Linked DNA regions of Mus musculus: region 1 is linked to region 2. Evidence: chromatin contacts called from public promoter capture Hi-C data. All regions are on one chromosome and are shown on one strand. The core of a region is the stretch at or near the end of the contact, and the rest is flanking DNA. Distances in the headings are between cores, read along the strand shown.

Region 1 (3,387 bases), core at 489-2,988, 190 kb after region 2:
GAGACTCCCTTCTTCCAATGTCCTTATATTGTCTCAAGCAGAAGGTGTAGCCCAGATTAAAGGTGTGTTCCACCACACCTTTAATCCCAGATGACCATGAACTCGGAGATTTAATCTTACCAAGATCCAGATCAGAAACTTCTATCTCCAAGCCTCCAGATAAGGGTCACTGGTGAGCCTTCCAATTCTGGATTGTAGTTCATTCCAAATATAGTCAGGTTGACAACCAGGAATAGCCACTACAACATGCATGGGCAATTTTGCCATTCCAATGTCTTGCTTTTGCTCATAAGCAAAATGTACAGCAAAGCATGGCTGGTATGAAGTCACTTGGTGGCTGTTTCTAAAAGGTGAGGAAGAGCAGTGCCTGTGGAGGAAATGCCTGTTCTGCATCCTCGGTATGCTTTATTCTGTCCTGTCACAAGGAAGACTCGGCCAGGCTGGATTCACTCCACTGGAGCCTACAACGCTTAACCCTAAAAAAGCAGTTATAAGTGTAACTCAAAGCTCAGGGCATTAACTCAGGTGCATCCCTGCTGCAAATTATACAGCCACTGCCGAGGACTCCATAGTGTAACCCCAAGCAGAACCCTAAGGGTCCCCAAGCATCAGCCCTAGTCTCTAACATGGTAGCACTTGTGACAGACCTACAGAAAAGCTGGAGTCCATCAATGAAGGCAAACACCAGCTTTGTGTACAAAGGCTTTGCTCCTTTGTCTGGAACAGAGAATTAAGAAACACATGTGCGTGGGTGTGCATGTGTGTGCGTTTGTGCACACACATTTGGGTTTGGATACATGTGTGACTGTGTGCATTGTCTCAGGTGTGAGTGTATGCCTGGGTATGCACACACAAACATATGGGTGTGAGAGTGTAGATTTCATACTTAACTTTATATCTCAGATTGTGCCCAGGAATCCACTTCTTCAAGTCTACATCTTTATGCCAGCTTTATCAAATAAAACCCAAAATATAATACAAAAAATTCATTTGAATTAGTCACAAGAATTACAAAGGTGAAGTGATATATGCATTTCATGTGTTTTCAGAAATGAAAATATGCTTGGGAAATTGTCAATTGCCTTAGGATGAAAGAAGAAAACAAGAAGAGACACATCTCCCTGCCTTCTAGATATCATAAGGAGGCAACCTTATTAGGGTGTTTTATATCAGTTTCCAAATTCAAGCAGAGCGTCTCGCTCAGAGTCACGCTGCAAGGCAGGACCTATGATATTCATTATGACTTCACTGAGTCTAAGGAGTTTAGGGTTTGCTTTCCAACAGTGATGGACCGGCAAGCACAAGAAACCTCACAAGCTGCCTTGTCTTACAACCCAGAGGCAGCAGTGGTCGAGACTGTGCTGGGAAGCAAAGCTAATGTTTCCGGGTAGTGTTTTGTGCTCCTCTCCTGGAGCCTCGGAGCTGTTTACAGAGTCCGAGAGTCCCAGCAGTACATTTCCATGCGCTCCTGACCAGATCCAGCTGGATCTTTTCCATTTCGCTTGTGCCTGAGAATAACTGCACTGCCCAAGCCCTGCTTTGGGCTTGGGCTTTAATGACAACGCAGCAGAAGCAAGGTGGTTAATTGCTGTGCTGTCCGGACATCTTTACCATCCCTGCTTTGGTCACTCCGTTAAAACAATAAGAATGCTATTTCTTGCCTGCCTCTCTATGCTAATCAGCTAGCCCAGTCTCCTCCCCTCCAGCCTCCCTTAAGAACTGTACACATCCAACTGTCACAGGGGCGAACTCCAACCAGGCAGATTTAATCCTGCAGCGCTTTCCCCCTTTGCTTGTTTCTCTAGCAGTCCTCTCTACACTAGAGGGACTGGACTTTACAGCAGAGAAGGAACTGAAAACGGCTAAAATTGAACGAGAGAGCTAGTTTCACCGAGAGACGTCGTTTCTTTTTGAACATTCTAAAAGGGGAAAGGTCCAGGGCGCTTTAAAATAAACTAAGAGTTAAGTCGTGTTTCCAGCCAAATAAGCTGGCATCTTTGTAGGCAGGAGGTGCGATACTGGTAAATATTTACTGCAGAATTCTTGACCAGTAGAAACCCTGGCATGCTTTTCGAGGAGTAAATGTTTTACATGCGAGGCGAGATCTGCGCGTGCCTCTGTGTTCTTTCCAAGTAACTTCTGAAGACAGTTTTTGATGTCTGGCTAAGACAAACTGCGCTAGTGGTCCCCGAGTCACAGCCAGATCGTTGGTACCATGTCTACAACACAAAGGAAAGACGACAGCCACCTGTTCACCAGTTCGTGCACGCGTCAGCTGCAGGTGCAGGAGGATCGGCAACAGCAAGGTGGGTCTAGAGAGCAAAGTCCTGCGCTCTGTGACTTTCTGACCTTTTGTATGTCTGGGGAAGGGTGGGCTGGTGAAGAGCTTGCACCCTCTGAGAGGAAGAATAATAGGCTGGACAGTAGGTTCCCGTGGCCTCGCTGTTGATTTAAAGGATTATCATTTCTTGAAAGACTTTTGAGAATACATATTCCTTGGAAACAGGTACTCAAACTAGACACTGCCAGTTGTGTAGAGTGTGCTAGGGTGTGTATAATTGAAAACACCCATGGGGCAAGGCTGACTGGGCTATTGAGGAAATTTAGCCAAGAGCAGCTTTGTTAGCCTGGCGCTAACCTCATGTCCTACTACTAGTAGGGGCTTTGCTTACATCTAACTTTGTGAAGACCTCTGACTCATTCAGTTGTGGAAAATGCATATTTTGGCACTCATTTTAGAGTCCAAAGAGATCTGGAACAGACAGTGTGGCATTTGACTTGATGGACACCTAAACGCCACACCTCACCAGGCTTTCCATGAATAATCTTTAAAAGCATTTCAGATTGACTACTCAGCCAGACGATTGATACAAATAGACCAACTACTACTCTATCCCCTTGATAAGGACAACAGAAGACACTAGTGGGAAAGGCTGTGAGCTGATGACACCAGCATCACCCTGCCCCTCCCCCAGGCTAAGAACTTTCCAAACGCATCTAACTCCTTGCAGCCTGTCATGGATCTAGGATATACAGTGCATAAGAGCCTCATTTATTTCTGTGTATACTTGGCTTTGGATTTCACTCTCCTGGTGGGTAGCTGCTAATGGATGGAAACCTCCCACATTCAAGGTAGCGTAGGGGTGCTAACATTTGGTGAATGTCTCAAGCCACCTCCCTGCAAGATTCCGGAGCTGAGCTGAGTGACCTCATGCCACACGGGGCTTAGCAGAGCAGGGACAGGAGATGATTCCTGTGTAAGGAGTACAGTATAAGCCTTTCAGAGCACGCTGGTTAAAAGAGGGAGTTTTGAGCCAATAGCCTTAGACGTGGCACTGTCCACGTGGCTCACGTGTTACTAGGAAATCTTCGGTTTTGTCTAGGTGT
Region 2 (3,406 bases), core at 294-2,793:
GTGGTATACCTTGGATGATGTCTGAGGTCATGAGGTTAAAGGGGAACAAAATTCCCTGGTCCAGAGTGGTATCCTTAATGAAGGGCACTACATGGGTCTGGAGGGTGACTCTGTGGATAAAAGGTTTTGTTTTGCAATTAAGGCAAGCTGCATTCTGACTTCCACAACTCGAAAGCCGGCTGTAGCTATATCTGCAACCCCAATTCTGGCAGAATAGGATTCTGCGGGTTCACTGGCCAGCCAGTTTAGTCTCAACAGACAGCTCTAGGTTCAATGGGTACTCTATGTCAAAAAACAAACAAACAAACAAACAAACAAACAAACCAAGATGGAGGGTAGTGAAGAAGACATCTGACGTTGACCTCTGACCTCCACACATGCATGCCTGGGTGAGCACAGCCACACCTAATGCACACGGAAGAAAGTCATTCTCTCTCAATTCCAATCAAGCTAGAGTTGGTCCTACCAGTGCAGCTAGGAATGCTGACTGATCGACTTCCTCTCCTTGACACTGGATAAGTGATGTCTTGCTTTATGCTATTTGGCTTCTGTTATTACAAATAATTAATACCAGATAAATTTGGGCCATGATAAATGCTACAATAATCTATTCAGGGCAAAATACTGAATGCTGTGTGAAACATTAAAAATTGCATTTTTTTTTTCTGCTAAGACTCTGAAACTTCAAAGGCAGCCTGATCATTGTACAGGGAAAAGAGTTTTCTTGGAGCGTGGCCAACAAGACTTTGCCTTATTCAATTGTTTCTGAATTAACCTTACTTAATCATCTCTGATGCCTTTGCACTTGGGCCTCCCTGTAGCACGAAGTGCTTCTTTGACCAGACTGTCCAAAGCGTGCTACAGGAGGTCACGTAAACATAAATTGAAATGGGGTGGCTGTCCTTTGTGGACAACCATTATTTCTGCCGGATTCTGACTGATTTATTGAGAGCCCAGAATTCCAGGCATCCTTCAGAAGATAGCCTTAACTAAACCTGTCAGTATAGAAACTGCAGGATTAAAACCCAGAGTCTAGATTCCCTCAGCACATGGAGAAAATGAGTCTGTGGGAGACACCGACTTACGTGAGGGTCCACTATGAATCAGAGGCAAGGTCAAGGCAAGCAAAAGCCCTGGTCAAGAAAAACCCAGGACGCCCTTGGCAGACTCATGTTTAAAGAGAGACACAAAGACCTCTACCTTTTTCTTTCTACTCCTGGGTCCCGTTGATGAAATCAACACAGAGACAGAATTTAAAATGGCCTTCCTACCAGGAAGTGAGCACATTGGGCTTTGGGGTAAGGAGGATTGCCTGAAAGTCGCCCCCACTTGTGAAGAAATCTCTCCCCCTTTCATGGTTCTTCCCTGAACTCCAGAGTCAGTCAAATGTATTTCTCCCCGGGGTCCTTTAGTCTTTGCTTAATGAGACTGCTGGTTGCCGAGGGTGGGATCGACATTCAGTTCTGCACAGCTTGTATTCATCTTCCTGAGAAAGGACATTGCACAAGAAAGGATTGCCAAGGGCAACCGTGGTGGCATTTCTGAGAGAGCGGTGGCATTCCCCACAGTGAGAGGAAAGGCCGACTGTTCACTGGCGGATGGAGGGTGGTGGAGGCAGGAGGCAGGACTCCCAGAGGAACTATAACGCTCTTACACTACCAGACCTTTGGTTCTTGTTTTGTAACCACCCCGGGGTCTGGTTTGCAGGACACTGGAGCCAAGTTTCGGTTGGAGGGAAATTCGTGGGGAGTAAAAATCGCTGGGTCGCAAGAGAGTTAGAACATCTCAATTGCCTTCACGGACCAAACACTGCCAGCTTCAGACACCCAAATGGATTCGTCATTGAGTCCACGGCCGAGAAACCCAGGTCTTTGACTTGCCCGTAGTAAGGGCCCGAACAATGCTCTTAAAGGCTCAGCATACAGTAACTTGGACTACAACTTGCTGAGCGTGTGGCCTGAAGGCAGGGTAGCTGGCAAGTTGGACGGAGTCAGTCCTCATGCCTCAGACCAGAAGCAAAGAAAATGGACTCCCAGCTCTTTGGCCTGTGTATTGCTCGGGGAGACAGTGGGCAAAGGAGCTGTTGCTCCGTGAGGTTGGCACTTTTGGTGGCTCCGGCTAAGTTCCAGCCATGCTTTGCTCCCTAACTCAGTGCTCCGTCTTTGTCCAAACCCCACATTTTCTCTTGGAAAAGAAAGGCCTCCTAGATGCATATGACAGGGTACGCATTGTTTGGGGTGAGGGCTTTTTTTTTTTTTTTTTTTCTAACCAAGCTGGATCGTTCTTCAGCTTCAAACTTTAAACACAGAGTCACAGTTTACAGAAAAACCCTCCGAATTAGAAAGGAAACCTCACGTTCTGGTTGAGGCCTAATTGACATTCAAAATAAACTGCACGTTTTGAAAGCCTGCGGTTTAATGTGCTTTGACGTCTGTATTCACTACTTGATTGTGGTGACATCATCACGGCCTAATGAACGCATTCATCACTTCCTCCACGAATTTCTCTCGGGCTCCTTTGCAGTCAACCCTGTCCCCCTTTCCTGACCCAGCCTATGCGCCCCCAAAATCTCCAGGCAATGTATATCAGCTTCTCTTCATGTTAGTCTTCATTTTCTAGAGGCTTATCTAAGTAGACTCTTATAGTACATACTCTTTCTCTGCTCTGGTCTCTTCCAATGAGCTTTATGGGTTTCTTGCTTTCAAAAAAGTGGCCCGCTTAGTTGAAGCCGCTGAAATCATTGCTGTAGCGTTGCACATAGCACACCCTTACTATTGTTTTACTATCTGGAGATCTGGAGATGCAGATGTCTTTATGTTCCTATAATAGTGATCTCAGTCTTCTCCATTACATCTCCAGTTTTCCTGAATAAAGAGGGCCGTCAGTATTACTGACTTTTTCAAGCCCAAAAGCTCTTGCCTTCACACATTTTTCCCTTCTGTTTTTCTGTTAATTGACCTTTGTGTGGATATTTACTATTTTCTTTGGTTTCTCTCCCTCCCTCCCTCCCTCCCTCCCTCCCTCCCTCCCTCCCTCCCTCCCTCCCTCCCTCCCTCCCTCCCTCCCTCCTCCTTCCCTCCCTCCCTCCCTCCTCCTTCCCTCCCTCCCTTCCTCCTTCCCTCCCTCCCTCCCTCCCTCCCTCCCTCCCTCCCTCCCTCTCTTCCTCTCTTCCTCTCTTCCTCTCTTCCTCTCTTCCTCTCTTCCTCTCTTCCTCTCTTCCTCTCTTTCTTTCTTTCTTTCTTTCTTTCTTTCTTTCTTTCTTTCTTTCTTTCTTTCTTTCTCCAGTTTCTTAAGATGGGAGTTGAAGTCACTGACTTGAGAACTTTCCACTTTCTGACAGAAGTAGCTACTGATGCATGTCAGAAGAAAAATGGCTCACTTCCCCCTCTGAGACCCTAAAGGTGTG

The links. Promoter capture Hi-C pulls out the DNA fragments that hold promoters and counts their contacts.
Region 1: a contact with region 2 is called in a promoter capture Hi-C map of neural stem cells. The contact joins the promoter of Ranbp3l here to the enhancer-like site in region 2. A contact is called at or near these places in 5 of 39 promoter capture datasets (embryonic stem cells, hematopoietic stem and progenitor cells, neural stem cells and 2 more).

The regions. Positions count from the first base shown.
Region 1 is chr15:8,966,211-8,969,597 of GRCm38.p6, forward strand. Ranbp3l (RAN binding protein 3-like) reads left to right here and starts at 1,739. Exons shown (of 14, transcript NM_198024.2): 1 at 1,739-2,306. The coding sequence starts at 2,216.
Region 2 is chr15:8,779,843-8,783,248 of GRCm38.p6, forward strand. All of the region lies in intron 2 of Gm31340 (a long non-coding RNA gene), which reads left to right. Among named protein-coding and RNA genes, the nearest start is that of Gm31340, 71 kb to the left of the region's middle. Within about 2 kb of position 1,544, at least 39 of the 459 cell types and tissues checked have an H3K27ac peak or open chromatin away from gene starts, as enhancers often do. A contact at or near this core is called in neural stem cells, where this site is marked.